Regions from separate parts of the Sus scrofa genome. Here region 1 is linked to region 2. Evidence: chromatin contacts called from public HiChIP or PLAC-seq data. All regions are on one chromosome and are shown on one strand. The core of a region is the stretch at or near the end of the contact, and the rest is flanking DNA. Distances in the headings are between cores, read along the strand shown.

Region 1 (3,518 bases), core at 962-3,461, 260 kb after region 2:
TACACCACAGCTCACGGCAACGCCGGATCCTTAGCCCACTGAGCAAGGCCAGGGATCGAACCCGCAACCTCATTGTTCCTAGTTGGATTTATTAACCACTGTGCCACGATGGGCACTCCCAGTAAATCTATTTTGAATGAATGTGTGATATAGAAGTTCAGTAGATTTGAATATTTAAGTATTTATTTACACACTATCTGTAAATGTTTCCTGGTTTGTTTTTCCATGTTTCCTTGTGAAATTCTTTTCAGAAAATCCGCCTATCTCATGTTCTGAAGGGAAATGAAGGAAAGGGGGACATTGGGTCACAGTTTGGGAAGGAAAGTTCCTGTGACTTGGGCCCTGCATCAGAGGGAAAAGTGAATGGGGCTTTGATGAAGGGACAGACCTGAGCTTGGAAGTGTGCTCAGCCTGGGGGAGAGTGCTGAAACCTTGTTAGTGCTGCTTTGTTTTTATGATGGACACTGTTCTCCCACAGGTCTTTTAAAAATTCAGTGTTTAACCCTGGCTGGAGCAAGGGGGCTATAGGGCTTGGCCGAACATCATTCTAACAAACAGTACTATTTACAAACAAGCAATTGCTCTTGGCTTTTCGAATTCATCAGTAAAGTACTACAGTAATCTAGAAAATTACCTCTGGAAAAGAATCTAAATGTTATTTCCTAGACTTTACTGCCACCTAGTGGCTTGTACATTTCATTGATGAGAGAAGGTACTACAAAGCCTAAGAGAAATTGAATTTGGAGGAAAAAGCCACCCCATACCTTTGTGATAAAACTTGTTTCTTTCCTGTCACAGGAGGGCAGCAGAGATCCAAGAGGGCCTATGTATTGGGTGGGAGGGGGTGACTTTACATTCTGGCCAAAAGGGGGCGATGTCGAGTTAGGCACAAAAAGATGTGTAACCTTAAAGTAGCCCCAGGGCTTTGTTATATAGGGAAGACCAAGTGCACAGAGACCCACATGTTTACCTTTTAATATTTCCTTTTCTTACCTTGTCAGTTCAAGGGCTTCCTTTTTGGTTTATTCTAGACCTGTTTTTGTTCTCAGCTTGATCTCAAACTGGCAATAATCTTTAATTTTTCATTGGTGCGGGTGTGTGTGTGTGTGTGTGTGTGGCTTATTTTTTATTTCATTTTCTCTGTGACATTTTACCTTCTATTGAATTAGGTCTAGTCACTAAATAAGTTATCAAAAAAAGGAACTATTCTAAATTTGTAGAAAAATATTTTGAGTTGGCAGAGTATAATCTTTTTTTCAATTCATTTTTACCTGATTAGAAGATGAGATTCTTTTCCTCTTATTTTTGAAACCTTGAACCTGGAGTTCCTGTCGTGGCTCAGTGGTAATAAACCCGACTAGTATCCACAAGGACTCTGGTTTGATCCCTGGTCTTACTCAGTGGGTTAAGGATCCTGTGTTGCTATGAGTTGTAGTGTAGGTTGCACATGCGGCTCAGATCCCACATTGCTGTGGCTGTGATGTAGGCTGGCAGCTAGAGCTCTGATTGGACTCCTAGCCTGGGAACTTTCATATGCCGAGGGTATGGTCCTAAAAAAACAAAACAAAACAAAAAAACACCTTGAACCTGTTTATTTTATTTATTACAAATAAAAAAGCTAATTGATAATTCTCTAATTGGTGACTGAACTCTATTTTGTATTTGGTCCATTTATTAAAAGCTACATAAAAAAGAATATTAAGTAGATTTGTGTTTATAAAGCTCATCCCCTGCCTTATTTTCTCTGTCCTTGCAGCCCAGATGGTTCCTCCTGGAAGTCATCCTGCCCCTGAATTGCTTAGGAGCCTCCTCTTGGGGCTCTTAGGGTCCCCTGGTGTATGCCTCTAACTCTGCACTTACCATATTGTTATGAAACCATTCGTTTTCCTGTCTCTCCCACTGGACTTCTAATTTCTCTGAGGATAGGGACTTTATTAGCATAGCGTTAAGGGTCACAGTGCATGTTTGCTGAAGGAATGTGTGAATGAATAAATTATTTTCAGCTTCAAGAAAGTGTAGAATAGAATAGCTTGTATTATTAGTTACATGGATGCTAAGACACATGGCAAGTGTTGTGGAAGAAAGGAGCCAAGGAAACAATTGTTATGAGGGGCTGTGGGGTGGGGAACGAGCAGGAGGCTAGAAGTCGGGAGACCTGTGTTGTTAACTAGTTTCATGGACAAATAAGCTTATCTCTGGGCCCCAGTTTCCCTGTCTGCACAAGGAGGGGATTGGCCTGGATGGTCCTCAGAGGCTCTCGCATGCTGTTAAAGCCTCTGATGAATAGTATTCATGATAATCCCATTGTGTTTGAGGAGAACCGTGCTGTTTGTGTGGATCCTCATTTGAGCTTTGCTTTTTTCCCCTCTTCTTGCTTTTTTCTTCAGTTATTTTTTATCCATATTACCAGGTTTTCATCGTCCATCACAGGAGATGGAGAGTTAAAGTGTGACCGTCTGTAACAAAACGTGCAATATTTGTATAAGGCCTTTTATAAAATGAGACATCATTTGTCAAATGTTTTACAGTTCTCCCATTACCAGGCTTGCAGGACACACATATACACAGCAGCCCATGTGATCCTCACGGCCTCCCCTGTGATGAAGGGAGACAAATAGTAGTATTCCTGGTTTACACCTGAGGTAATTAAACCTTGGTGAAATGTAAGTTGACTTCTCCAGAGCCTGAAACTAATGTGACCAAGTGGAAACTTAATAAAAGACATTTGACTCCAAACTTTTACATTCCTTCCTCTATTATGTTTAGAGACTTTGGGATGATGAATATATACATCTCGTTGGAAGGTTTCCATTAATAGTAGTAAAGTTGCTTCTCTTTTTTTTTTTTTTTTTTTTGTCTTTTTAGCTATTTCTTGGGCCGCTCCTGCGGCATATGGAGGTTCCAGGCTAGGGGTCGAATTGGAGCTGTAGCCACCGGCCTACGCCAGAGCCATAGCAACGCGGGATCCGAGCCGCGTCTGCAACCTACACCACAGCTCACGGCAACGCCGGATCATTAACCCACTGAGCAAGGGCAGGGACCGAACCCGCGACCTCATGGTTCCTAGTCGGATTCCTTAACCACTGCGCCACGACGGGAACTCCTGCTTCTCTTTTTTAAATGAGAAAAACTTAGGAGAGGTTGATAAGAAAGGCTGAAGACAGGTTATCCGAGATGTTTCTGCAAAAGTTGGTTATCTTTAATGTGGTCCGAAAGAAATGGAGGAGAGTGCAGATTGGGAGTCCTGGCTTATCTAGCGAGGGTGACCCTGGACCAGTGCTGTTCAGTAGAACTTGGTGTTGGGGAGATGGAATTTTGTGCCAGCCACTGCAGTGCTAGCTACATGTAGTTATTGAACATTTGAAATATGGCTAAGTGACGGAGGCACTGAATTTTAAATTTTATTCATTTAGCTAAGTTTAAATGGTTACCTGTGGCTAGTGGCTGTGGTGTTGAACAGCACAGCTCTGGACAGATCAGGTGAGTTTCTTCATCTATAAATGAGAGGGTTAGACTAG
Region 2 (3,503 bases), core at 526-3,025:
TATATCCCTTCCTTTCACGGTAGTATAGTGTTGGCACATAATAACAATTCCATAAATATCTGCTGACTTGCTGAAAAGATGCAGTATGTGGCCTCAAGTAGTTTATAATAGAGATTAAAATACTTTTACTTTCTACAAAGAAAGAGAGTGAAAACTCTGCCCAAAAGTCTAAAGCCAAGACAAATAAGAGATTATTTATCAGGAAAGGAAACCAGTACTGTGTATATTAGGTGCTTTACGTTGGTTATTTCATTTTATCCTTACAAGAACCATCTGAGATAGGTATTCTTGTTTAACAAATGTAGAAACTGAGATACAAGTAAGTAATTTGTGTAAGACCACAAAGTTAACAAGTAGAGAAGCCTGGATTAAGAATCAGTTTCAGGCTTTCCAATATTCCATACTACTTCAGAGAGATCCTAGGCTTCCTGCAGTAAACACCAGGTAGAGGAATTCTTACTATGGCACAGTGGGATAGGCAGCATCTCTGTGGCACCAGGACACAGGTTCAGTCCCTGGCCCAGGTTAAAGGATCTGTGGTGTGGATCTGATCCCTGGCCTGGGAACTCCATATGCCATGGGGCAGCCAAAAAAAGAGAAAAAAAAAAAAAGTAGGAAAACAATCTTCACCATCCTCCTCTGTCACAAAGTATTTGATTGAGCAGGTTTTATACTCCTACAGAATCCAATACTCAAGTCTCTGTGCTGCTGAAGGGGGCCTGGCCTTTGCCCAGTTCTACTCCTGTCTTTGCTACTACCTAGCTGTGTGCTCCCTAGCAATACTTCTGTAGGCATCAATTTTCCCACCTGTGAACTGGAGTCCCAAGAGAGTGGAGAGAGGCTTCAACTTTTGTAAGGGCTTTCCTTTCTAGGATTCTTTTTTCTTTTTTTTTTTTAACGTAAAGGGAGAAACTTTTCCTAAGGGAGCTCACCATCCTCTGTGCTCGCCCTTTTGCACTTCTCTCTGAGATGCTCATTTAGGCAGCCTTTCAAAGAGCTCTCCTTGAGCTTGGTAACAAATTCTCAACAATGTATTCACCACACAGAAGAGCGGTTCTTGGTAACTTAGAAAAAACCATATTCCTCTTTGACCAGCGTAAAGTCTTGTCACTCCCCCAGGACGTCCCAAATCAGAATTATCTTCTGCTTATCCCCCAAAGCCAAGAAGATCCTGTCTAGTTTTACTTTCCATAGACGGTAGTTTAATTTCCAAAACAAACGACAGGGTTTCTCCCCCCCCGCACCCCGTCCCCACTGCAAAGATAAAGTTCAATACATTTAACGACACCCCAATAAAAGTTAAAGGAAAAAAAAAACTCAATACGTGGTCGGCTCAGACACACCCCCACCGTGACACCTCCCCCAACTCCGTCCAGAGGCGTTTCCTCTGAAGTAGAATTAGCCTGATTAGTGCTCACCCGCGTAAGACCAGTCTGGGAGCTCCGTAAGAGGTCCGTAGCCAGAGGGGTTGGCAGCAAAGCCCTGCCTGGGTGGAGAAAAACAGCCCGGTGAGGACTAAGTTCAGCTTCTGGTCCACCCCAGAGCCCCCCAGACCGGCACTCACTGGAGTCGCCACTGGCTGCCCGCCTGAGCCGCCGTTCCGCAGTGCAGCCTCCGGACACCTGCTGGGAACAGAGGACAGAGTTGGAAGAGCGACTGTGCGGCCAACTCAGGGGTCCCGTCCCATCCCTGCAAGCTCCCGAGCCACCTACCCTATACACACTTACTAGATAGCAATATACCCCAAGCAGCCATGCTGAGGCGCAGAGCCGGAAATGGGCGTGGCCTCGATGGCCACGCGGGACGCTGCGGGGGAAGCCGGAAGTAGCCATCTTGAATCTGGTTTTCAATCACGGGCCCCGCCATCTTGGCTCGCCGTACGGAATAGAGGGATAAAGCTGCCTCCCCGGTTTTTTAGGCGTCGTGTGAATCCTCAGTGGTGGCTACAACTTTGGTGGAAGTCGCGTCCTTCCAGACTGAGCCGTTCTGAACTGTCCTTTGGAAACGCCCTTCGTCGCCCCTGGGGATCTCTAGTCCTTTGAAATTTATTCTCATTTCTCAGTTGAGTGACATTCACGTGACCTCATTCTGTCTTCTAGCATCACTGTAACATTTTCCCCAGCCTAAGACTCAAATCTAGGTTTCAGTTCTCACTTATTTATGAAACAATATTGAAGAGTTTATGTGTGACAAGCACTGTATTCCTTCCGTGCAGGAGAGTCTATGGAGAGCAAAGCAGAAGTCGCTATTAGGATAGAGCTCCTAGTCTAGAGAGAGATGACAATTATCAATTACACACATTGCTGTAGTATTACAGCTGAGATGAGTGCTGGGAAGGGAAGTAGGAGTTGTTTGTGAGTATATGATGAGAACTTGATCCAGAGTAGGCAGTCAAGGTTTTCTTGAGGAAGAGCTAAGATCCCATTTCGTTTTTTTAAGAGCTTCCACCACCATTGTCTAATATAAGCCTGTAAAAACCTTGTGAGGTAGGTAGTAAGTGGCCAACCCAGATCCGTGGCTTCCTCTCTCCTTTTAAACAAAAAAAGAATCACTCACAGACATACTTCATTTTACTGTGCTTTGCAGGTAATGCATTTTGTACAAATTGAAGGTTTGTAGCAGCCTTGCATAGAGCAAGTCTATCCATGCCAGATTTTCCAACAGCTCACTTCCTGTCTCTGTGTTACATTTTGGTAATTCTTGAGTATTTTCAGCTTTGGCATTATAATATTTGTTATGGTGTCTGTGATCAGTGATCTTTGACATTACTGTTGTAATTGTTTTGGCCTTTTTTAGCAATGAAGTATTTTTAAGGTATATCCTTTTTTTTAGACATAATGCTATTGCACCCTTAATAGACTACAGTATAGTGTGAATATAATTTTTACATATACTAGGAAAGTAAAAAATTCGTGGGACACACTTTATCTTGGTATTTGCTTTACCGTGCTGGTCTGGAACAGAACATGAATTATCTCTGAGGTATGCCTGTACTTGCTTTTGGGAAGTCCTTTATCTTTAATTTCTTCATTGAAAAAAAGCTTATTATACCACATTTATGAAAACATTTTAATAATGATAAGGTAAGTGAAAGTGCTTTATAAATGGTGGAACTCCTACAAAAGTGGCCGTTACTGTAGGACTAGACTAGACACTGCTGACTGGGCAAACTTGAAGGAGTGGTGTAATGGCCTATCTGGAAGTTTATCATTTCCTCCTGTAAGACTGGGAGGTTTTTCCACAGGAGGTGGCTCTCAACTGTGCTTTGAAAGAGGGGAAGGGTGGATCCTGGTTTAAGAAGTAAAAGCAGCTGTTTTGATAACAATAAGAATGGCAATAGAGGAGGGCTGACCTAGAAAAGATGGGAATAAAAGAACTTGGCTATATGCCAATGGATGGTCCCAAAAAACTAAGCAAGAGAAGTAAGACAATAGAATACAAATACCATTTTACATTTGTAGCTTTAATTTTCAGTTATCAAAACACTTCTATATAAATTTTCA

The links. HiChIP or PLAC-seq counts read pairs in DNA pulled down with a chosen protein or histone mark.
Region 1: an H3K27ac HiChIP or PLAC-seq map of alveolar macrophages shows a contact between it and region 2, with 5 times the contacts expected there. The contact joins the enhancer-like site here to the promoter of MRPL52 in region 2. A contact is called at or near these places in 1 of 5 promoter capture datasets (fetal liver), 12 of 47 Hi-C or Micro-C datasets (embryonic fibroblasts, epiblast stem cells, fibroblasts and 5 more) and 2 of 2 datasets of contacts at active chromatin or transcription factors (alveolar macrophages and skeletal muscle).

What each region holds. Positions count from the first base shown.
Region 1 is chr7:76,451,245-76,454,762 of Sscrofa11.1, forward strand. The region is part of intron 2 of DAD1 (defender against cell death 1); the gene reads left to right. Among named protein-coding and RNA genes, the nearest start is that of DAD1, 21 kb to the left of the region's middle. Within about 2 kb of position 2,212, at least 11 of the 83 cell types and tissues checked have an H3K27ac peak or open chromatin away from gene starts, as enhancers often do. A contact at or near this core is called in alveolar macrophages and epiblast stem cells, where this site is marked.
Region 2 is chr7:76,189,837-76,193,339 of Sscrofa11.1, forward strand. MRPL52 (mitochondrial ribosomal protein L52) reads right to left here and starts at 1,776. Exons shown (of 5, transcript NM_001185151.1): 1 at 1,728-1,776; 2 at 1,565-1,625; 3 at 1,419-1,486. The coding sequence starts at 1,755.